Linked DNA regions of Mus musculus: all the other regions are linked to region 6. A link is a contact called in public promoter capture Hi-C data. All regions are on one chromosome and are shown on one strand. Each heading gives the region's core, a stretch centred on a gene start, on an enhancer-like site or on the middle of the called end of the contact. The rest is flanking DNA. Distances are from core to core; before and after follow the strand shown. Region 1 holds the start of Ttc17 (tetratricopeptide repeat domain 17). Region 2 holds the start of Hsd17b12 (hydroxysteroid (17-beta) dehydrogenase 12). Region 3 holds the start of Alkbh3 (alkB homolog 3, alpha-ketoglutarate-dependent dioxygenase). Region 4 overlaps Gm13791 (a long non-coding RNA gene). Region 5 holds the start of Chst1 (carbohydrate sulfotransferase 1). Region 6 holds the start of Cd82 (CD82 antigen). Region 7 overlaps Syt13 (synaptotagmin XIII).

Region 1 (2,700 bases), core at 42-2,541, 940 kb before region 6:
TAGCCCCAAGCCATCTCTCCAGCCCCAAGATATACCTTTTTAATAAAACGAATGTTCATTACACGGGTACTTTTAAGAAAAGCTGCCTAGTGAGCTGGGCCTGATGGTTCATGCCTGTATCCAGCATCAGGTGGTTGACACAGGTGGACTTAAAGGCCTGCCTGGGCTAAATAAATTCCAGGCAATTCAGGCTGCAAATGGGACTTCATTTCAAAAACAAAACAAACAAAATCAACAAAACCAAACTGCTCTCAGAAGAATTACAATGCCATAGCACAGTCTCTGTTCCCATAACATGAGGCAGACATTTGTTTCCTGCAACACATCTATGTAGGTGGCAGGGCACAATTTTTTTTTTTCTCAACAGAAAAAAAAAAAAGCATAACAGCTTTGTTACAAGATGATACGCCCACCATACTAGTAGGCCGACCTGAAATACCTATAATAACATACATTGGCAGAGCCTGGAACCTAAGCTGGTTAACAGCTACTGTACCTGTTGGTAGTGCGCCTCTTAAGTTTCAATATGCAAATCAATCACCTGAGACTTCTTTAAAACATACTCATAATGGCTGAGTCTACCCTCGGGGAAGGGAAGCCGCAGTGCTTACATATTTAATACAGTCCCCTCCCCGGAGATGCCACTATCTGGGTTCTACACCTAGGTCTTTAACTTAGACTAGAGCTGCCCACCAAAGTCCACAAGACACGTGGTGCTGCTGCTGTAAGACCCAAAAATCTGGCCACACTGGATGTAAGTGGTCTGTAAGGACACATCGCTTTCTAAATTTCGGAAGAAAAAGTATGCCGATCACATATACATAACTTGTAATGAGCTGATATTTTGTATTTGATAACGAGCTATTTTTTTAATTCGATGTGTGACATGCATTACACAGTACGACTGCGCCGCTTAACACTCCATTACGAGACTTATTAAAAAAAAAAAAAAAAGCCTCTCTCAGATAGTTGAAAAGTATAACTTTTATTGCCCTACCAGAAACAATACTTACTTTTTAAAAAGACCTTCACCGTCTTCTCACTTCTGCTCAAGCTCCACCTAGTTTTATTATCTCCCCTCCGATTCCCACGCTTGGGGATCTTATAGCCTCCAGAAAAACGATAACTAGAAAGCCGTTTCCAGCCCTGAGGTGTGGCAGGACCGGCTTCCCCGACCGAGAGTAAAGGGACCGGTATCGTCTCCGAGGCACTCCGCGGGCTCCTCCTCCAGTTCCAGAGGCGACCTCCCCAAGATGGCGGACCGCAAGGAGTCGCTTCCGCTTCCGGTGTGAGCAGCCCGGCCGGGGGGGCAAGATGGCGGCGGCAATAGGGGTCCGCGGCCGGTTCGAGCTGCTACCTCGCTCCGGCCCGGGTTGGCTTCTCAGCCTTTCCGCTTTGCTGAGCGTGGTGGCTCGAGGGGCCTTGGCCACTACGCACTGGGTCGTCACGGAGGACGGGAAGATCCAACAGCAGGTAGCGGCCAGGGTGCCCCCTCTCTGCCCGCGCCCGATCAGGGGGAATCCCGGAGCCGGGCCCCTGGGTGGCTCCGCGCGGCCCCGCCCCCAGCTTGGCTTCCCACGGTCCCGGCCCACGGGCCGAGGCTTCCTGCGCTCCGACCTGGCGCCGCCCCCTCCCCTCTGGTCCCCTCGCCCCGGCTCCGCCGTGGGGAACTTCTCAGCCTTCCACCTTGGGGCCGCGCGCCGTCCCGGAACCGACCCCGGGGAGCTGAGACTTGAGCTCCCGGGTTAGGAGTCACGGATTCATCATTAGTTCTGCCTTTGGAGCCGCTGGACCAGGACCCGCGCGCCACCACCTCTCCCCGAGGAAGTAGAAAGCAGGTGGCAGTGCCGGGGAGTGTGCGCGTCCCAGGCCGGTGACAGCCAGGGTGGCATTAGTGAATGGATGGATCTTTTAATGCGCCTCCTCCAGCCTTGTCTCCCACTGATGGGATTTGTTTCGCGATGTGGTGGTTTGAGGCTGTGCCGTTAGCCAGGTCATTAGGGGCTCTTTAAAGACAACCCATTCTTGCTCCTTCTGAAGGAATGCCAGAAGATGCATGCCTCTGGTGGCGGTGCCCGCATCATTCAGTTCTTAAGTGCCCTCATTTCCCGGTGTATTTTACATTGCTTCCTAGTTCCTTTGACCCAGCCCGGCACTCAGCATTTGCAGTTTACTAGATTACCTATGCTTGAACTGATTTCTCAGAGGAGTGACCGCTTTTCTTATATAACTTTCTGATGCCTGCATCTGCATTTGCTTTCATACTGCTGATGCTTTAAGGACTGCGTGTGTGTGTGTGTGTGTGTGTGCGTGTGTGTGTGTGTGTGTGTGTGTGTGTGTGTGTGCGCGCGTGCTCGCGCGCGTGCTTCACCACAGAATCTTGTAAACTTAATGACTTCCAGCGCTTGACAACAATCAGGAAATGTCCAGGAGCCATTTAAAAAGTGAAGTGTGTACCCCTTGCAATTTAAGCATACTGACTCATGTTTTAACCAAAGGCGAGAGAGAGAAACTGATCCTTTTGATTAACTGTAGAAACACATCGCATGGTTTATATTTAAGATGAGACATTTCACAATGCAGCAAACCTAAACAAAATTTTTAAAATGCCCACACTTTGTGTTTCCAGTGTACTCTTTCCTCGAGTGTATTTATATCAAACTCCCGATTTAAAGGATTTCTTTTTCATGGATATTAAGT
Region 2 (2,977 bases), core at 186-2,685, 700 kb before region 6:
TATTGAATGAGCCCCTGGACCTCTAAGTAGAGCCTGAACAGCGACTCCATTTGTTTACTTTATGTCTGTCTCCCTGTCCGCTGAAGTACTTCCATGCTCTTCCAGAGATCAGATTTTTGTGTCCCCTTAAAGCTTCCCTTCAGGGCAGGGGAGATTGCTTGGTGGGTAAAGTATTTGCTGCTCAAGCATAAGGCCTGTTTTCAGAGTCAGGGCCACAGCTTGTGCATCAACAAGTGAGTTTCGGTCACCTGTCCTTCCTAAGTCAGCTAAAACAGTCAAATTAATAGTGCAGAACAGCAGGAAAAGAAAAGAATAAAAAAAGATTTGGGAAAAGTTATAAAGAGACCCAGTACCTTCCACCAAAGCCATGTTTTAGGTTCTGATGTGCAGTTATGGTTTAAGAATGGGCCAGAGTAACATAAATCTAAGCAAGTCAAAGTGTGGTCCAGCCAGCTCACCACTGGCCCCTCATTGCCTCCCCTGTAAGGTGTTCTGGAAGTGTTTGCCCACGTTTTAGGTTTTCTTTTATCCCAGCATGAAGTCCCTTGATGGGGGTGAATCGGTTCCTGTTTTGATTTTATTGTTTTGATTGTCTTACAGTAAAAAGTATAGGACACAAATATCTCTTTAATATCCTCCCACAAAACAAAAATAAAATGATTTTGGTTTTTACTGGACCAGGTCCAATAAAAAAATTTGAGTTTCCCAGAATTGCTCCATAAGCTCTGTTCTTGTAGGATACTTTTCATTCATCTTACAACTGTTAACGCTACTACACAGTAGAGTTTTCTGGAATTCCGAATTATTGGGAACAAGTATAAAGTTCATTGTGGGAGCTAAGGCAGTCATTCAAAAAAATGGAGCGAAAGCGTGCTCTGCAGACAAAGGGGAACCGTAAACCTTCATCTGAAAAGTCTGAGGAATTAACAATCCGAAAGCGGTTATTACTAAGACGTAATCACAAGCACTACTCCAGCTCCTCCCGGACTTCTACTATATTCTTCCCTTTCCGGTTCCATTCCTTCCTGAAATGTGAGCTAAACCCAGTTAGGTATCACTGGCCAATCAGCGCGCAGCCTTCCGCAGTCGTAAGGGCCGCCTCTGCCAATGAGAGATCCCTGCGCTTCGGTGGTGCGAGGTAAAGCTTGTGGGCGGAGCCAAACGTTGAGCGGCTTGTGAGCGAGCCACTGTCTTAATACGGAAATGCGGCTCTGAGCGCGCCGAAGGGGATTGTGGGCGGGGCTACGAAACGAAGGCTAACCAATAGGAGACATAGTACGCTTACAGGAAAGAGAAGTCACCAATAGACACATGGATATGACTATGTAGGCGGGTCTTAGACCTAAAGCGTTCAAAAAATCACGTCTATTCGCTGCGTCTTCGCCGTCACGGCGGCACCGCCTCCTCGTCCCATTCATTCTTTTTTTTTTTTTCCTTCCCCATTCACCGTAGTAGTGAGGCCTAGTCACGAGCCATGGAGTGCGCTCCCCCGGCGGCCGGCTTCCTGTACTGGGTGGGCGCGAGCACCATTGCCTACCTGGCCCTGCGAGCCTCGTACTCGCTCTTCAGGGCCTTCCAGGTGTGGTGCGTGGGCAACGAGGCCTTGGTCGGTCCGCGACTCGGAGAATGGGCAGGTGAGTGGAACCACAAGCCGCGACCACGCTGTGGCCCTTGTTCCCCTGTCGCTCGCGCTCAGCGAGCCCGCTCTGGAGCGCGGAAACTTCTCCAGACCCTGAGCGCACTGGCGGGGTGGGTGATCTGACCTGCTGCTGCCTGGTGGGCACGGAGGAGACCTTTCTTAACTCCCCGGACTTGTCCTGTTGGAGCCCTCCTGGGCAGGCGGCCGGAGTCAGGCGCATTGTCCGCTGTGTCCCTTGCAGTGTTTATTTATTTTTTAAAATAAAGTTTTTCACTTGGCTTGAAAACTGGCCCTGTGCTATGGATGAGAGCATAGGTGAAGATAGGAAGAAGGGTTGCAGGGACAACGATTTCAGAAGTTAGGATCTTGGGAAACTTGATTCTCCAGTTACTTGAATTGGGTTTGTTTCATGTAATTTAACAAGTCCTTTTGGGGAGGGGGGAGGTGGAGGCGGTGTCGGAGGAAATCTTGGTAAATTATTCTGGAGTTTCAATGACTAAGAAGCGCTGTTCTGGGAAAACAAAGTCTTCCTATCGTATTCAGTACTTTTTGCAAGAGTTTGCGGAAAATGTCTTTACAAAAAGTGACCAAAACACGCGAACCTTCTTCTTTTCAGTTGACAGATTTTAAAAATGAGAACGAAGGTCGTATCAGAGAAGTTGAGAAAATCCTAGTTCAGCCCTCTCACCTTTGTTTCTATTTTTTGAGAGAAGGGCTTTAAAACAAACACCCATGTAATCATGATGTATGTGTGGCTCTCTGGTGTTTTGTAACTCACTGTTCACGACTCAAACATTTTATAGAATATTGGGGTGCGGTTGCCTACGGACTAAACACAGGACAGAAATCATGTTACTTTTCAGGTTTGTTCTGTTCATTAAAGAACATTTAAACGACTTAGAAAAGACATGACAGTTAATCTTTTGGGACAACACCCTAATAATAGGAGAAAATATTTCAAGTAGAAATGAGTTTGTGAGCCCCTTTCCTTGATGTGGGGCAAACAGTGATTTTATACAACTTTCCAAAATCACTTTTCATAGTCCCTGGGGGAAAAAGTGCTCGCTGTGATTAAGATTCAGATGATATAATTTCACAATTGACTTGGTCAGTTTCTTTGTTGTCAGCTTGGAAAAAGTTGTTTGTTGGCTTATTTTTATTTTTTTTTAAGTCAATGCAACAGTAATCCCATAGGAAATCAGTTATCCAATAAAATGAAACTTGCAAAGAAAGCCCAGTGTTGCTTTAGCTTTATTATTGTAAATTGTTTGCACAGTCTAAAACGCAGAGTGAAAGTCAAGGGTTTGCCACGTTCAAGGTAGGTTTGGCTCCATCCAG
Region 3 (2,922 bases), core at 31-2,530, 550 kb before region 6:
GAAGGCAGCCGTTGTCATGTAAGAGAGGGAAGCATCAGAGAAAGAGTAAGGGGACATCAAATGCTGGCAAAAGTCTGAAGTCCTAAAAGAAGCATGCTTACAGGAGGGACAGCAAGAAAGGTAAGCTATGGTTTTTGTTGTTGCTGCTGTTTTTAGTTTTTGTTGTTGTTTCTCTAGGTAATTTAGAAAAGCAGGAAGGCTTGGAACCGGCGTGGCCATGTTCCTTAAGTGACGGAGATAGAGGGTGGGAATCGGAGAAAGGAAGTACAGTGTCTCATTAAAGTACTAATAAGTCCACTTATCTCTTTAGTGTTACTTCAGGTAAGCCTACCTTCCTAGGGGTCATTCTTTGGCCAGGTGATTCTATTCTTTTGACGAGTGGGGATTTTTCTTAAGGAGCCTTTACCGATACCCTGACAGAATCAGGCTTATTTGAAAGATCTCCACAATGATTGTGTTTTGGTAAATTTTAGAGAATAATATTTGACAGAAAATAGTTGACTTGGTGCTACAGTCAGAGTTGTCAAATTATAAGAGACATGGCTTAACCTGATCTCTTTAAAGAAGCTTGTGAAGAGGTCAGATGCGTGAGAAGGCACTTTAGCTATCGTGAATTATTAGATTTCTATAGTGGTCCAGACGCTGCTGTCTCATTTAATCCCACTTAACAGGACCACTTAAAAAGTAAGCAATGCACTTGCCCCAAATGGTGGCATTGGAATGAAATTTAGACAGATCTGTGGACTCAAGTAAAGTTTCCTTAGCACTGAGGAACTCAGATAAATAAGGCATGCTCTCACGTCCCAGCGTAAATGCTGTGTAGAAAAGACGGGCGCGCTACGTTGAGAACAAAGCGCACCTTAGACTCTTCATGGTTTTCAAGGTAAGGAGAGAATTCTATAGCAGAACCCAGCATGTCCCAGTCCTCCCTACTCCCGGATCAGTACAAGTTCCGGGAGAGTGCGGTTGCCCTTTGCACAACAGACCTAAGATGCCAGCACTGGTTTCGGGAACTAGTTTCCTGAGGACCTAGGCCTAGGAGGCTCATCTTCATCCCCACATGTGCCCCTGACTCCAGTTCCCATTCCGACCATATTCCCTTCAGCGTCTCCACCCGGCCCTTTAGTTGCCAGGGATGCGGGGCAACCCGGACTCCGGGCTACCCACCGGAAGCGGAAGCGGTGGCAGTATGTCACCTAAGAGGAACTACGCGCAACGGAGGCCTGTGGTTGGACGTTGCAGGAGTTGGTGCCTCACTCTGAAGGTTCCCCGGCGTCCAGACGGCTGATTAGGGTCGTGTCGGGACCTCTGCTCAGGGCCCAGCCAGGTTGGTCCGGGGCGCCCAGCTCCTTCCTGGCTTGCTGGCCGCGAGCCGGGGGCAGGCGTGTGAGGACTGCCCGAGGGTCCGTTTCTGGGCCATCAGAAGGCTGTTAGCCATTTCTCTGTACCTCAGCCTCGAGGGCGGGACTGTCTCCTGCTTGAGGGAGAGGCCTGAGGTCAGACGGTGGCGTCCGCTGCCACGGGGTTTGCTGGCGGGACGGGATAGATCTGTGCATTCCAAGCAAGTTCCTGCACCTGCCAGAGCCCTTGTTCTTTTTAAGGTTTTCAGGCTTGGAGTTCCAGGGTGGCGGGACCTTTGTTAGGACCTATTAAGTTCTGGGACTCCTCGAACTGACAGCACTCAGGAAGTCTCAGACAGCACTCTGGAATTTCTGTTCACCACTTGCCTTAAACAAGTCACGTCAAGGTGAGCAGGTCAGAGGCCTTCACTGACCCCCACTAGTCTTATGCCTTTAGGTCTCCGAGAATATGATACACGAGGGTTTCCTTCACACATTCGGTAAGCCCGGAGAGTTGGATTTGATTGTGTCATTAACTTTTTGAGGGAATCGACATCTTCTCCAAGGCCCTACCTGGTAAATGATAAGCACTTGATGGGTTGTCGGTGATGAGACGGGGTCTCAGTATTTAGCTCAGGCCTCCTGGATGCTGGGATTACTGGTATGTGCCTGTAAACCATCATTTCTACGTCCTAAGGAGATTTAAGCAGAGCCCTGAGCTCTGTTGGATCGGAAGGTCTAGGAGACGAGGCCTGGGAACCTGTGGTGTAAGCAGTCATATGAGTGGACTGTCTTTGAGAGCTAGAAGCTTTCCTAGACTCATAAAGAAGTGGCTCGCAGGTTCCGAACATGTGACCTGACCCTTAAGAATTCTGTATTTGCTATAGGGTAACCTTTGGGCAAAATTATAGGGGGTTTGATTAGCTCAAGGCTGGAACCTGACAAGAGTTGAACTTTTCATCAGTATTGATTTCCTGAGTGTCTCTGTAAGTCACTAAACCTTCTGATCTCTATACATATTAGCATATCTTACCCTTTGCTGCTTGTTATAAACATAGAAATAGAGTCTTTCCTAAATTGTAGTTTTAAAAGTGGTACATGGATATTTTAGATTTTCATTTCAAACTTAATTTTAAAGTTGACAAATCATTGTTCTTATTTATGGTATTCTGTGACATTTTGATATATGCTTTTGATATAGAATGAATGCATCAAATTAATACATCTCTTACCTCGTATACCTTTTTGTGATGGAAATATTTAAAATCTACTCTTCATAACTGAGCTATCCAGTGATTTGGTTTTTTGTTTGTTTTTTTTTTTTTTTTTTTTTTTTTTTCGAGACAGTTTCTCTGTGTAGCCCTGGCTGTCCTGCTGTAGACCAGGCTGGCCTCGAACTCAGAAATTCGCCTGCCTCTGCCTCCCAAGTGCTGGGATTAAAGGCATGTGCCACCATTCCCAGCAGTGATTTGGTATTTATGGCCCTTGTTCTGTGCAGGAGGTCAGTAAAGCTTATTGTTATCCAAGTGAAACTTTGTACTTTGGATCCACAGTGTCCTTGCCCCCACCTAGCCCCCTTCCC
Region 4 (2,700 bases), core at 199-2,698, 580 kb after region 6:
TGCCATTGGTTTTGGACCTGGGACAAGGGACTGAGGTGAATATTTTACATATGAAAGCAGACCAGACCTCCAAGTTATGCCAGCATTGGCAGTCCGTACCCTGCCCCAACCCCAGAACTTTCCAGCCCAGGGCCTGGGCTGCCCTTCCCTCAGAGGTTCTTCCCTGTATAATCCAGACATTTTGGAGACTCAACAGAAACAGACTGAAAATTATAAATAAATAAATAAACAAACAAACAAATAAATAACAAAAAAAAGAAAAGAAAAGAAAAAAGGAAAGAAAGAAAAGATTTGGGCTTGTAGCGAACCAAGCATGCAGCAGCTTTTATTCTGCCATTATTAAACATTACAATAAGGATCATAGCAAATCTGTTTTAAAGTATGCAGGAGGTAGGGTGTTTGGGGGTCACATGCAGCTCTTTTACAAGGAGCTTGTGTGTCTCAGATTTTCGTATCTGAGGGTTCCTGGGAACACACCCACCCCAGGTCATGAGAGACAGTGGCACTCAGAGAAAGGGTCTTTGTACTGTAGTTAAGCATCTTACATGCAGATTACATTGGGTTATCTAGGTGGACCCTGTGACAAGTATCCTTACAAAAGCCATAGAAGAGGCAAGTGGTCCTGGAAGATGGAGAGGGAGGAGCCAGCAGTGACTGGAGATAGAGGGGGAGGAGCCAGCAGTGACTGGAGATGGAGGGAGAGGAGCCTGCAGTGACTGGAGATGGAGAGGGAGGAGCCAGCAGTGACTGGAGATGGAGAGGGAGGAGCCAACAGTGACTGGAGATGGAGGGAGAGGAGCCAGCAGTGACTGGAGATGGAGGGGGAGGAGCCTGCAGTGACTGGAGATGGAGAGGGAGGAGCCTGCAGTGACTGGAGATAGGAGGGAGAGGAGCCAGCAGTGAGTGGAGATGGAGGGGGAGGAGCCTGCAGCGACTGGAATTTCTGTACAGGATCTACCGGCTGCCAAGAGGCAAGGAAGGAACTCTGCCAAGCTCCCAGTGAGAAGTGACCCTCACACAGGATCTTGGGCTTTTAGTCTTAGCTCTGCCCTTGTTGGGATAGTAAGGACAAGCTGACAGACTCAAATTCAAGTCCCCACTAGGGCCTTTCAGGACCCTATAGCCTTTGCTAAATCGTTTTAACCTCCAGGGCTTTAAGTAGTAATAGGCGTGAACAAACTCAGGCTCGTGGTGAGGATGCTGAGAGATCATGTCCCCGTTCAGACGTATAAGACCGCGTTCCAGGCACCGCAGTTACCCTGCCTCTGGCTCCTTAAGCATCTTTCTCAGTCTCGATCTAGCCCCTCACACTCTTCCTTTTGGAGTTCTTGTCCCAGCTGCTGGAAAGCCTAGGTACCTTTCATCCTTTGGCCTGGCTGGGGTGGGGGTAGGGGGTGCGGAAATCGCTAGTGCTCAAGCTTCTTCCTGCCCTCTCCTCTCCGCAGCCCTCCCCACAGTCACTTCCCATTGTTCCTGCACTTTACCAGACTGCAAGCTCTGTTGGGGGCAACCACATCTGAGCTGGAATTGGCTTAACGAATATCTAATTAACATTTGTTGATTTCATGGTTCCCTATAACTGGCTCTAGGGAAGAAACCTGATCCTGTGGTATTCTGGTTTTGTTTTGTTTTATTAGAAAAATAAGGATGTTGGAAATAAGGGGTGTTCTTCCTCTCAAACTTCCATCCTGTTCAGCAAAGCTAAGAATCAGCGAGTCGAGGCTCTGCTCATGTGGCCTCTTGCTGCCCCCTGGTGGGCAAGATGATAAATGGCACCTCATCATTTTCCCTTGTCTGTTTTGTACTCTGTTAAGAACACACAAAAAGCCACCCACTGAAGCAGAATAAAGCCAAAGAAAGGACAATATTCAGCAGTCAAAAGACCATGCTTTCTTTTCCATGACATGCTGTGGGTCACAGAGTTGTTCCGCATATCAGGAATGGTGATGGAGGGCCTGAGGCCACCACCTTAAAACTCCTTGGGTGAATCTGGTCTTAGGGCGGCTGTGCACAGCCTGTGTTCTTATCTGTGAATTGGGCATAGAAAGCATCCACCTCACAGACGTTTCAAGACTAAATGTGGCAAGGCACCTGACCTGTGGGAAATCCTTAGCAAAGGTCGGTACCCTTCTGGGCTTTCAATACATTTTGCATGAAGAGGCAGCAGCCACAGACACGGGGTATTTAGTACTCAGGTCTAGTTTCTGTTGTCATAAAGTACCCTTAAAATGCCACTTAAAGGAGAAGAGGTAGAGTTTTAGCTCACAATTCCAAGTTGTAGACCATAATACCAGGGAAGTCAAGGCAGGAACTTGAGTCATCTTCACAGTCAAGAGCAGAGAGAGCGTGATGCATGTCTGCTTGTCCATGTTCAGCTCCTTCTTATGCTTATACAACTTAGGGCCCCCTGCCTAGGGAATGGTGCCACCCACAGTAAGCTGGATCTGTCCCACACCAACTCCTGAAATCAAGACAATCCCTCCCAGATGTTAGCATTTCCTCTAGGCTCCGCCCCACAGTTACCTAGCAACAGCCAGGTATATAAGCTTGGAGCCAGGCATACAAGGGCTGTTCAGGCTTCTTTCTCTCTCCATCTTCTCCCCCGCCCCCCTACCTATTCTCTCTCTCTACCTATTCTCTCTCTTTCTCCCTATGTGTCCCTGGATGGCCTCTTCCCTTCTTTCTCTCTCCTCTCTTTTT
Region 5 (2,700 bases), core at 172-2,671, 860 kb after region 6:
CCTATGTCCCTAGGCTCCAGAAGACAGTGGGCTGAATTCCTGTCACTGTTTGGACATGCACCTCCCCTGTCCCAGCCTCAACCTCTCAGCAGTCAGCTATAACATCCCTGGTCCTGGACCCCAAAAGCCTTGGTGTCCAGAAGCCTCTTGCTTAAACGGTTAAGCCCATCAGGAAGTGGGTACTAGGAATGTAATCTTAAAAAGAGGCAGACCTGGAGTAGGGAGAGGTGACATGGTGAGGTACCTGAAATCAAGCCAAGGTGCCATCCTAGCAGGACCTTCCTTCCTCAGATAGCGTGGCCTTTTAACCCATAGATTCCAGCTAGGGCCACTGTCTACTGTTACTGTAAAGTCAAGCACCGTGTCCCTCCCTGGACCCCGAAAGAAGCTGACCACCCCATATCCTACTCAGAGAGGTGCTAGGATTGTTTTGGCCTCGCGTGGGGGGAAGCTCTGCACCGTCAGGCAGCCCTAGTCTCCTAAGGGCCCAGCCTATCACCAGCATAGTAGAAGCCGATACAAGACCGAGGCTATAAGCAAGAGGCCGGGACAGTGCTTTGCCTCAGGGTGTAAGCCTGGTTTGTAAAGTTAGAGGAGGCACGGGAACCTCAGGGTCTCTGGCAACCTCGGCCGCTCGGGTCTAGCAGGCTGTTGCATGATCAACCCGGAGCAGACACCCGAGCGGGTACCGCAGCAGCAGAACAGGAGCCCCGGGCAGACGTTTATCCCAAGTTTGCTGCCCTCACCAGAGGAGGAGGTCAGGAGCGATCGCGGAGCTCTCCGGAGGGCTACTAGCCCCAGCCAACCTCTCCCAGCGCCCAGCACTCTGCGGTCCCTAGCCACCGCCTCCGCGCACCGCCCAGAGACACCGGCCCTGAGCTAGGGGCGTCTCCCGCCGCGCCCGCGCCCCCGCCCCTCCCGGCTGTTGCGGTGCAGTCCGTTCCCGCCTGCCCCGGGGCCCGGGAGACCCGGCCGATACCTGGTGGCGGGCGCGCCGGGAGCCGCTGCAGCGCCCAGCGCTGGCTCCATCCTTAGTCTAGAGTCAGGCTCTCCGGGGGCCCGCGGGTGGTGGTGGCGGTGGAGGTGGCGGCGGCATCCTCCTCCTCCCGCGCCCTGCTCCTCGGCCTCCCTCCTCCCAAGCCTCTTCCTCCGCCTCCGCGCGTCCCTCACGGGCCCCTCTCCATGGCTCGGGGGCGCTAGCTCCGGGTGGCTCGCTCTGCACAGTGCCTTTTCCTGATGAGAGAGAGAGAGAGAGAGAGAGAGAGAGAGAGAGAGAGAGAGAGAGAGAGAGAGAGATCAGGGCCAGGCACCGGGACACCGAGCACTGCAGCCCCAGTCTCCGGAGGACAGCAGCAGCCTCGGAGGCCAGAGCCTCACGGAGTACCCTCCTTGCGTCTCGGAGTCAAAAGCAGCGGTGGTTGCTTCAGCGCCGAGCTAGCGGGTGGCAGGCGCTGCGGTCCCGGCTCCACCCCCAGCGCCGCCCGCCCCCTCTCCGCCCGACCCCGTCAGCGCGCGCCCTCCCGCCCCCCCCCCCCCCGCGCAGCCCAGGCCGGGAGCGCCGGGACACCCCCACTAGCAGGGCTCCGGAGCCAACCCACCGGCGGGCCGAGGCAGCCACACCCCCCACCCTCCACCCCGCACCCCCCACCCCCCACCCCCGAGTTGAGGAGGCCAAGCGGCAGCAGCACGGGTACCTCTTGGCCTGCCCTCTCCCCCTACACCCGCCCTAGCGAAGGCATGGCTCTATCTATGCAGCCAAAGCCTCTGGATACCCAAGTCTGGCTACAGCCCCAACCTGACCCTGGCTCCTTTCCCCAGCCAGGGCAATCAGAGACTCCCAAACCCAGAACTGAAGTCGATATTCCACTACATGCCCCTGCTTCTCTTCCATCACCCACAACTAAAGAAATGTTTCATTTGCCCCAGATCCTGTCATCCCCTTTCAGCAGGGGCTGGGTGGAGCTGGCCAGTTAGTCGGACACTAGAGTTCCTTTGCTAGAGGAAGCTTTCCATCCTGCCCAGCCCCTTCCTCCTAGGCTGCATCTGTCTTCCCAGGTAGTTACCAGTCCACAAGCTGCACTTGTGGGACCAGGACAGCGGCAAAGCCCTGGCACTACAGTGGTCCTTCGTTCTCTGCATAAATATCGACTGAGCATCTCCTGCATGTCAGAAGCACCGAACACTATAGCTAGTGACAAGAGAAACATACCCCTGAGCCCTCAGTGTGGCCTGGAGGAAAAATGAAGCCAGCAGAGGAATGCCTGTGGCCCTGAACTGAAGAGGAGGGAAAACCCACTTCTACCATTGGCCACCAAGGTGTCCATGCGCACAAACCCAGACCCCATCCTGACCTGTTTCCCATCTGAAGATGTGTAGGTACTTTGCAGGGCTCTGGACCAAAGGCAGTAGTAGACTTTGTCCAGAGTGGTAGCGATCGTCCAAAGGAGTGGGCTTCCATCTCCACCGTCTCTTACGTCTCCTAGAACACGATCTGTCCATCCGTCTGTCACTCCTGATACGGTGCAGAGAACAACGGGTTTTTTTTTTGTTTTGTTTTGTTTTTTAATGAGGTTATATTCACCTGGAAGTTCTCAGTGCAGAGGAGCCTTTGTGAGTCTGCTGTGTGACCATGTGATGCAGTCCTCCCCCACCCGTGCCTCAGTTTCCTCACGAGGAAAAATGGAGGTGCTTTTTCTTATC
Region 6 (3,113 bases), core at 299-2,798:
TTTTATTAGGTTAGGGTTTTGTTTGCTTTGGCTTTGGTTTTGTGGGTCCCTTCTTAAAGGCACTTACTTTGCCCTGGGTAACACAGATGCTAGGTCTACCTAGGCCCTGTGAGTGAGTCTCAGCCTACCCTATGCCCAACAGTGGCTCTCAACCACAAAGCTGACTCGGAATTACCTGGGACCCTTGTGAAAGCAAACCACCGCAGTTTCCCACCGAGTTGTTTCTGGGTGCCTCAAACCCCAAACATGAACCTAACAAGTTCCCAGGCAGCGATGGGGCTTCTAGGGTGAGAACAGCTTTGAGAACCACTGGGCAGCCTTGCATCCAGCGCCCCACTGGTAAAGCAAGCACATCCACACCCTCCCCTCAGAGGCTTGTACTGCTATGCCAGTGAGATGTGTTGCTAAAGAACTTCAGCAGTTCACAGGTTAATGGCCCTGCTTGTTAACCTGGTAACCTGCCTGAGGCAGATCCATGGTCTGTAGTGCATTGTGATGTGTCAGACATCTGGAGATCTTTGGCAGACCACTTTCTCAAAGAAGAAGCCAGCCATGGAGGTCTCAGGCCCTCTGCCCTCTCCTGCCACCCCTTCACCAGCCTGCTGTACCACAGCTGGCTGGCCTGGGCCACTTCTTCAAGGACCAAAATCCAGAAAAGCTAGGACAAGTATTAAGTATGATTCGAGACGTTGGAATGGTTCACGAACGACTCTGCTGTTAGACTCTAGCCCACGACTTCCCCTCTCTAAAGCTTGGGCTGTGCATCTGTAAAATGGGTGCAAATAATAAAATGGGTACAAATAAAGTAGCCCAGGAGTGGTAGGGACTGAAGAGCAGAGTTTTAACAGCTGTTGGCTTTCATCCTGTCTTTGAGCAAAAGTTCAACCACTGGTAGCTGTTAGTATTTTCAGAAAGTGCTTGGCTCCAGCCGCCTCCACACGGAGACCTGGTCTTGGAACGCGAACGCTCCCACGCCATTCCCGGGTTGCACCAGGATACGCCCGTCCTAGAATGCCAGCGTCGGGGCCCCAGGCTTATAGCCCTGAGCCAGGTTGCTAAGGGGAACAGGCTCGGGGCGGAGCAGAGAATCCCCCGGGAAGGGCGGAGCCGGGGAGTTGCCTCCCAGTTGGAGGCCTAAGGGTGAGCCCCTGGGGAAAGTGATGGACTCAAAGGGGTGAACAGGAGGGCTTCAGAGGACCGCCAGCGGCATAGTTGGGAAGTGGGAAGGATGGGGGAGACCATAGGGGGTGAGACTCCGCAAGGCTGGAAGAGACTGGAGCGGCAGACTTGGGGTCCCAGGTCGGCCTTATCCCCTGGAGGCCCAAAGCAGGCGGAGCAAGGCGCGTACGTGGCCTCGCCTCTAATCTGGAGCTGGAACCAGGCTGCAGGGCTGGGCAGAGCTGGAGGGTTGGCAAAGGGTAGCCAGCTCAGTGTTGTGCTAAGGGGTGTGGCCGTTTGATTGAACCGGGAGGCTGTGGTGGGCGGAGCCTGGTGCTACCTCCCGCAGGGCCCAGAGGGGAACTGTATAGGGGGCGTGTCAAGGGCGTGGTCTTGGGGGGCGTGGCGTGGCCTGACAAGGCCGTTGAGCTTCTGGACTGACTTCGGGAGGGGGTGGCGGGGGAAAACGGAGGGACAGAGCCAAGCTGCGCAGTCAGACTCGGGTTGGGGCGCCAGCTGAAGACGCGGGACTTAAAGCGCGTAGCCAGAACCCAGGCACCAGGTAAGAGAAGCCTGGGGGAGGGGACAGGATAATCGGAAGCAAACTTAGCTTTGTCCGGATTTCCTAGCAGGACCCATTCCGCCAAGCCCGTGGGGCCCGCTTGGCAACAGGTAACAGGCTGGAGCACTTAGTAGCTGAGAAGGGTCGTTCACCTCCGAGTCCCGAACTCCCTAGTTCTGGCTGCCCCACACACCAGCCCTGTGGCCCCGGGCCTGTCCCTGCCCCTAGTCCAGATCTCCTCCGGTTCCAGAAGGAGGAAGTTGATTGAGATGAGCTTCCGAGCGGAATGTGAGGGCTAACAGGTGACAGTCACAGTGGTGTGTGAGTACACTCGCTTTCAGATTGCGTAGCTAGACCTCAGCGACTTCCGCAAAATGTCACTGAGAGAAACGATTTAAGTTGCCCTGGGTTATTGGAAGGAACTCCAAATCCAAAGCAAGGCAGTTTCCGTTCTTTTCCTCCTTCCACGTTCTGAGCGCACCACTGAACTGGGTGGACTTAAGAGTGGAAACCTAGCCAAACTTTTCCAGGTGAGCTGGTTTGGAAGAGGAGCCTGGAGGGATAGCAGCAGAAGAAACTCTCTCTTGGGGTGCATAGGGAGAAGAAGGGGAAACCCTTCCAAACCTGCTCAGAATCTAGCCAAACCCAAGAGAGCTCCTTGCTGTGCCAGGGATTAGGTATTTGTGCAGAAGGGGCTCCACTTCTGATGGTGGGGTGTGTCCTGGGTCCTGGCTGTGCCAAGGATTTAGGCTTTGGGATTCAGCCTAATTGGATTCCACTCCCCTCCAAACCTTAGTTTCCTCATCTGTAACTTGGGGAGCAATGGCCAAACAGTAGTAGCAAGAATTAAGTGAAACTATGTGTACCATGCCTGACAGGCCATTGGGTGCCCAGAAGCCTCACTTCAAAGCTCCTGAGATGTCAGTGAGCAGGTGGTGTGCTGTCTTCCTTCTGGGAAATGAACCCATCTTTGGGGTTTGGCTTGGTTTGGAAGGCTTGTGGGTAACTGCAGCTGTCCCATCCCTGACCTCATCAGAGTCAGAAACTGACACCAGCCATCAACGTCATCTTGTTCTTTTGTGGGTCAGGAAATGTGTTACCTAGACAAAGGAGGGCCTGAGTCCCTAACATAGCTTGGAGATGATGGGTATTGAATTTAAACGACCCCCACCCCCTTGTAAAAAAAACTGCTTAATGAGTCCATGGGCCTAGCATTATCCTCATCCTGAGGTGCTATGAGGCTCCCCAACCCATCTCCCTCCTGGGGAAGTTTCTCTCACAGCTTGGGCTAGCTCAGGGGAAGTCCCAGTAGTCTATGAGGCTTTAGTGGCTGGTATGGGCTGTTTCACTGCAAGTTTACGGTAGGAAGGGCACATGGTCTGCATGAGCAGGG
Region 7 (3,040 bases), core at 378-2,877, 510 kb after region 6:
CCCCCAGCGCTCCCAAGCCCCACCCCCAAGCGCCCCCAAGCCCCACTCCCAGTGCCCTCAAGCCCCACCCCCAGCACCCCAAGCCCCACCCCCAGCGTCCCCAAGCCCCACCCCCAGCGCCCCCAAGCCCCACCACCATGTACTGATTTACAGTGCCCCCCATCAACTTCCTTCAGGAGTGTGAGCTGTTGCCAAGTCTTTTGAATGAAGCCCTCCCTGACCTGTGGCACAGCTTTTAGGCCCCAGATTTTGTCCTTTTTTTTCGGCTCAGTGAGAGGACACAGGGAGCCCATCCCCTACCCAAACACTGAGGTCACTGGTAAGTGGTCACAGAGCCCTTTACCTCCTTCAGTCAAACTGGCAGGAGCCCAGCTGTGGATAGTGGAGCCCTGCTGTGTGCTCTGAGCACACCCTCTGCCTCAGAGCATGCCTGTCATCCAGGACAAATGTCTCTACCATGACCCCAACAGCTCATTCTTCCCAGGGGATCCTTTAGAAACTATCCTATGCCCTTGAGGGAGGATCCAGGTCTCTACCCTAATTGCTTCCCTTCTGCTCCTCTAATTTTTCTCCTCTTCTGTTTCTAATTTTAAGAATTGGGGAACCTGCAGGCCATTACCTCATGATGGGAACTGAACCCCCAAAGCAGTAGCAATACCCCTATAGAGAAGTGAGATAACCTCACCCACACCTTTGTGCCCACAATTATCCTGCCTCTGCCATCTCAGGGCTACTTCAGGACAGGAAGGCAGACAGCTTTCTTAAGCAGTGGGGAAACAAGCTTTCCTGCTCTGCCTCCATTCCTGTCCATGCTAATTGGACCCTTGAGGCAGCTTGTGGTCTATCCCGGTCTGTTGAGATGCCCAGAGGAAGGCCTTGGCCTTGAGATTTCAGTAGAAGTTTAATTAGATATAGATAGCTAGTCACATGACAAATTGATCTGGGAGTGCCGGGGACTCTTGGTGTGACAAGAGAGCAGACAGCCATGGTCTATTAAACACGAACACTCTGCTCCACCCAATTGTGTTGCCTGTCCCCGCAGACTGCAGGTTCATTCCACAGCCCTGGCACTGGGCATGCACTGGATACAAAATACATGTTTGCCAGAAATTTTGCAGACATCTCTCTTAATCTTGGCCGTGACCTTGGGAAGGGAACTGAAGTTCTCATTCTCCTTGGGAGAACCAGGTGGGAGCTACCTCCTGGGTCAGCAGCTATGACACAGCAAATCTGAAGCTATGACACAGCAAATCTGAGACTCCCGTGGAATCTGCTCTAAGTCCCAGTCACTGCTCCAGCTTCCTAGGTGAATGTCCTCTTGTTCTCATGTCACAGTGGAGGCAGTGAGGTCTGGGGATAGGTGACAAACACATAGCCTGGGAGCAGCAGAGCCGTCAAGGTCACCTATCAGAGTGACACAGCTGTCCTGGGCCACTGTTAAAAATGACCAGGCCTGAGCCCTCTGCCCTCCACCCCTCAGCAGGTCTGCACTCTTGACGCACGTGAGAGTGAAAACCAGGACCAGCCATGTGGATGTCATCACACAAGAGAACTGCAGCCACACCTGGCCCTAGTCTCAAAGCACCACAAAGGAAAAAAAAAAAAAAAACGAGGCTTCCCCCCCTCCCTCTTCCTGTCTCACGCTACCGCCTTTTCTCTTAGATGCTCAGTGAATCACTCCAGGCTGCCCTCAGAGTGGGGTGCTCCGTTGTCCCAAATGACGCACATGCCACTTTTGGCTAAATGTCTTCCGGCAGGAATTGGGGCATTGCTGCCGCCTCTGTTAACCCATTCAAGCCCAAAAAGGAACAAAACTAAACAAAAACATCTGGTTTGCAGAGACTGCAGACTCTCTTATCAGCTTTAAATCAGCTCTCAGTCTGCATCTGGGTGGGGTTCCTGACCTGGCCAGGAGCTGAATGGCTCCTGCACACCACTACCCGGAGGGAAAGAGATGCTCCTGGCTAGCTCTGGAGTAGTGACAGCTGCAGCAAGTGATGACAGTAAGATGGATGAGCCTGAGGACAGGGCTCCAGCTGCAGCTGTGGCTTACTGCCTGGGACACAGCAGGGGTTGGGCGAGGTGCTTAGGAATGAGCGATTATTGTCTTCCAGGGGATAGACAGCAACAGGCAAGATACTCAGGATTCTGTCTCAGTGAGGTGGATTTCAGCCCTTCTGGGGTCATTCCAAAAGCACCCAAGCCTGGTAGGGGGACCTTCTAAGCTCCAGAGAGGATAAGCTTATTAGTTTAAGAAGCCCACATGTCTTCTCTCCCACCAGGGACCCTGTGTGTGACTCCACATACCACATAGTCATTAGAAAGTGGGCTTTGAGACATCAGGTCTCAAAGGGTGGCTGTGGTTTTTCCTCTCAATTTTCCAAGCGGAGAAAAGACAGAGAAACAGGGCTCAGGAGAAACGATGAGCCAAAGAGAAGCCGGAGAGGAGAGGAATCTGCTCTGCCTCCTACAGTCCAGGCTTGAATAGAAAAGACGCCTGTCCATCACCTCCTCTGGCATGTGCAGGGCAGTTTGAAAAAGCACCCAGGATGAGAAAGGACATGCCGTCGAGGCTGAGCTATCTGCCCCGCTGGTCTGCTGATGCTGTGTGGATTTCTAATCAGGTCAGCCTCAGTTCCCCTATGTGTGCAGAGAGGGTGGTAACAGTGTTGCCCTTACCTGTCTGGTTTGGAAGTGATGATGATGATGGTGGTGGTGGTGGTGGTGGTGACAACCATGACTACTACTACTACTGCTGATACTATTACTACTATTCAGATAGATGACTTCCTAAGCCAAGCCACTTAGATGGGGCACACAGAAATAGTGTCCCAATGGGCAGATTGGCAACTTGCTTTATCCAGAAAGGTAATGGGAAAGGCTTGCAACTTTGTGGGTCTTTCAAGCTGGTCCAGACTGGTCCAGCCTGTGACCCATGGGTTGTAGGAAGCCTCGTGACATAAGGATTTCTATAAATGCCACCCAATGCAAAACCATAAACTCACGTAAAGCATTTTGAGATTGTTTTGTGATATTTATA

Evidence for each region. Promoter capture Hi-C pulls out the DNA fragments that hold promoters and counts their contacts.
Region 1: a contact with region 6 is called in a promoter capture Hi-C map of pre-B cells. The contact joins the promoter of Ttc17 here to the promoter of Cd82 in region 6. A contact is called at or near these places in 1 of 39 promoter capture datasets (pre-B cells) and 3 of 115 datasets of contacts at active chromatin or transcription factors (CD4 single positive thymocytes, bone marrow-derived macrophages and memory CD8 T cells).
Region 2: a contact with region 6 is called in a promoter capture Hi-C map of pre-B cells. The contact joins the promoter of Hsd17b12 here to the promoter of Cd82 in region 6. A contact is called at or near these places in 5 of 39 promoter capture datasets (the C10 cell line, liver, neutrophils and 1 more), 2 of 484 Hi-C or Micro-C datasets (liver and muscle stem cells) and 1 of 115 datasets of contacts at active chromatin or transcription factors (thymic regulatory T cells).
Region 3: a contact with region 6 is called in a promoter capture Hi-C map of embryonic stem cells, with 3 times the contacts expected there. The contact joins the promoter of Alkbh3 here to the promoter of Cd82 in region 6. A contact is called at or near these places in 11 of 39 promoter capture datasets (the 3T3-L1 cell line, the HPC-7 cell line, HPC-7-derived erythroid cells and 5 more), 9 of 484 Hi-C or Micro-C datasets (the HPC-7 cell line, the N1E-115 cell line, cerebellum and 5 more), 3 of 115 datasets of contacts at active chromatin or transcription factors (astrocytes, embryonic stem cells and memory CD8 T cells) and 1 of 9 other capture datasets (adipose tissue).
Region 4: a contact with region 6 is called in a promoter capture Hi-C map of the 3T3-L1 cell line, with 5 times the contacts expected there. The contact joins the enhancer-like site here to the promoter of Cd82 in region 6. A contact is called at or near these places in 9 of 39 promoter capture datasets (the 3T3-L1 cell line, 3T3-L1-derived adipocytes, cranial neural crest and 5 more), 2 of 15 datasets of contacts at CTCF or cohesin (large pre-B cells and pro-B cells), 15 of 484 Hi-C or Micro-C datasets (CD4 T cells, the HL-1 cell line, the N1E-115 cell line and 11 more), 3 of 115 datasets of contacts at active chromatin or transcription factors (embryonic stem cells, fibro-adipogenic progenitors and forebrain) and 1 of 9 other capture datasets (embryonic stem cells).
Region 5: a contact with region 6 is called in a promoter capture Hi-C map of cranial neural crest. The contact joins the promoter of Chst1 here to the promoter of Cd82 in region 6. A contact is called at or near these places in 6 of 39 promoter capture datasets (the 3T3-L1 cell line, cranial neural crest, embryonic stem cells and 2 more) and 1 of 484 Hi-C or Micro-C datasets (B cells).
Region 7: a contact with region 6 is called in a promoter capture Hi-C map of hippocampal neurons, with 2.3 times the contacts expected there. The contact joins the enhancer-like site here to the promoter of Cd82 in region 6. A contact is called at or near these places in 8 of 39 promoter capture datasets (the 3T3-L1 cell line, the HPC-7 cell line, HPC-7-derived erythroid cells and 4 more), 1 of 15 datasets of contacts at CTCF or cohesin (large pre-B cells), 1 of 484 Hi-C or Micro-C datasets (the C2C12 cell line), 2 of 115 datasets of contacts at active chromatin or transcription factors (T-cell acute lymphoblastic leukemia and double positive thymocytes) and 1 of 9 other capture datasets (adipose tissue).

The regions. Positions count from the first base shown.
Region 1 is chr2:94,405,280-94,407,979 of GRCm38.p6, reverse strand. Ttc17 (tetratricopeptide repeat domain 17) reads left to right here and starts at 1,291. Exons shown (of 25, transcript NM_183106.2): 1 at 1,291-1,473. The coding sequence starts at 1,315. It overlaps 2810002D19Rik (RIKEN cDNA 2810002D19 gene), which reads right to left and starts at 1,273. Exons shown (of 2, transcript NR_027831.1): 1 at 1,014-1,273.
Region 2 is chr2:94,156,367-94,159,343 of GRCm38.p6, reverse strand. Hsd17b12 (hydroxysteroid (17-beta) dehydrogenase 12) reads left to right here and starts at 1,435. Exons shown (of 11, transcript NM_019657.4): 1 at 1,435-1,634. The coding sequence starts at 1,475. Gm39885 (a long non-coding RNA gene) reads right to left here and starts at 1,180. Exons shown (of 3, transcript XR_866573.3): 1 at 1-1,180.
Region 3 is chr2:94,009,088-94,012,009 of GRCm38.p6, reverse strand. It overlaps Alkbh3 (alkB homolog 3, alpha-ketoglutarate-dependent dioxygenase), which reads left to right and starts at 1,280. Exons shown (of 10, transcript NM_026944.1): 1 at 1,280-1,327.
Region 4 is chr2:92,882,244-92,884,943 of GRCm38.p6, reverse strand. The region is part of intron 2 of Gm13791 (a long non-coding RNA gene); the gene reads left to right. Among named protein-coding and RNA genes, the nearest start is that of Syt13, 32 kb to the left of the region's middle. Within about 2 kb of position 1,448, at least 33 of the 459 cell types and tissues checked have an H3K27ac peak or open chromatin away from gene starts, as enhancers often do. A contact at or near this core is called in stem cell-derived neural stem cells, where this site is marked.
Region 5 is chr2:92,598,428-92,601,127 of GRCm38.p6, reverse strand. It overlaps Chst1 (carbohydrate sulfotransferase 1), which reads right to left and starts at 1,421. Exons shown (of 3, transcript NM_023850.2): 1 at 980-1,421.
Region 6 is chr2:93,460,937-93,464,049 of GRCm38.p6, reverse strand. Cd82 (CD82 antigen) reads left to right here and starts at 1,548. Exons shown (of 10, transcript NM_007656.5): 1 at 1,548-1,720. The region is part of intron 2 of Gm10804 (predicted gene 10804); the gene reads right to left.
Region 7 is chr2:92,947,063-92,950,102 of GRCm38.p6, reverse strand. All of the region lies in intron 4 of Syt13 (synaptotagmin XIII), which reads right to left. Among named protein-coding and RNA genes, the nearest start is that of Gm13791, 29 kb to the right of the region's middle. Within about 2 kb of position 1,627, at least 109 of the 459 cell types and tissues checked have an H3K27ac peak or open chromatin away from gene starts, as enhancers often do. A contact at or near this core is called in the C2C12 cell line, T-cell acute lymphoblastic leukemia, double positive thymocytes and 1 more, where this site is marked.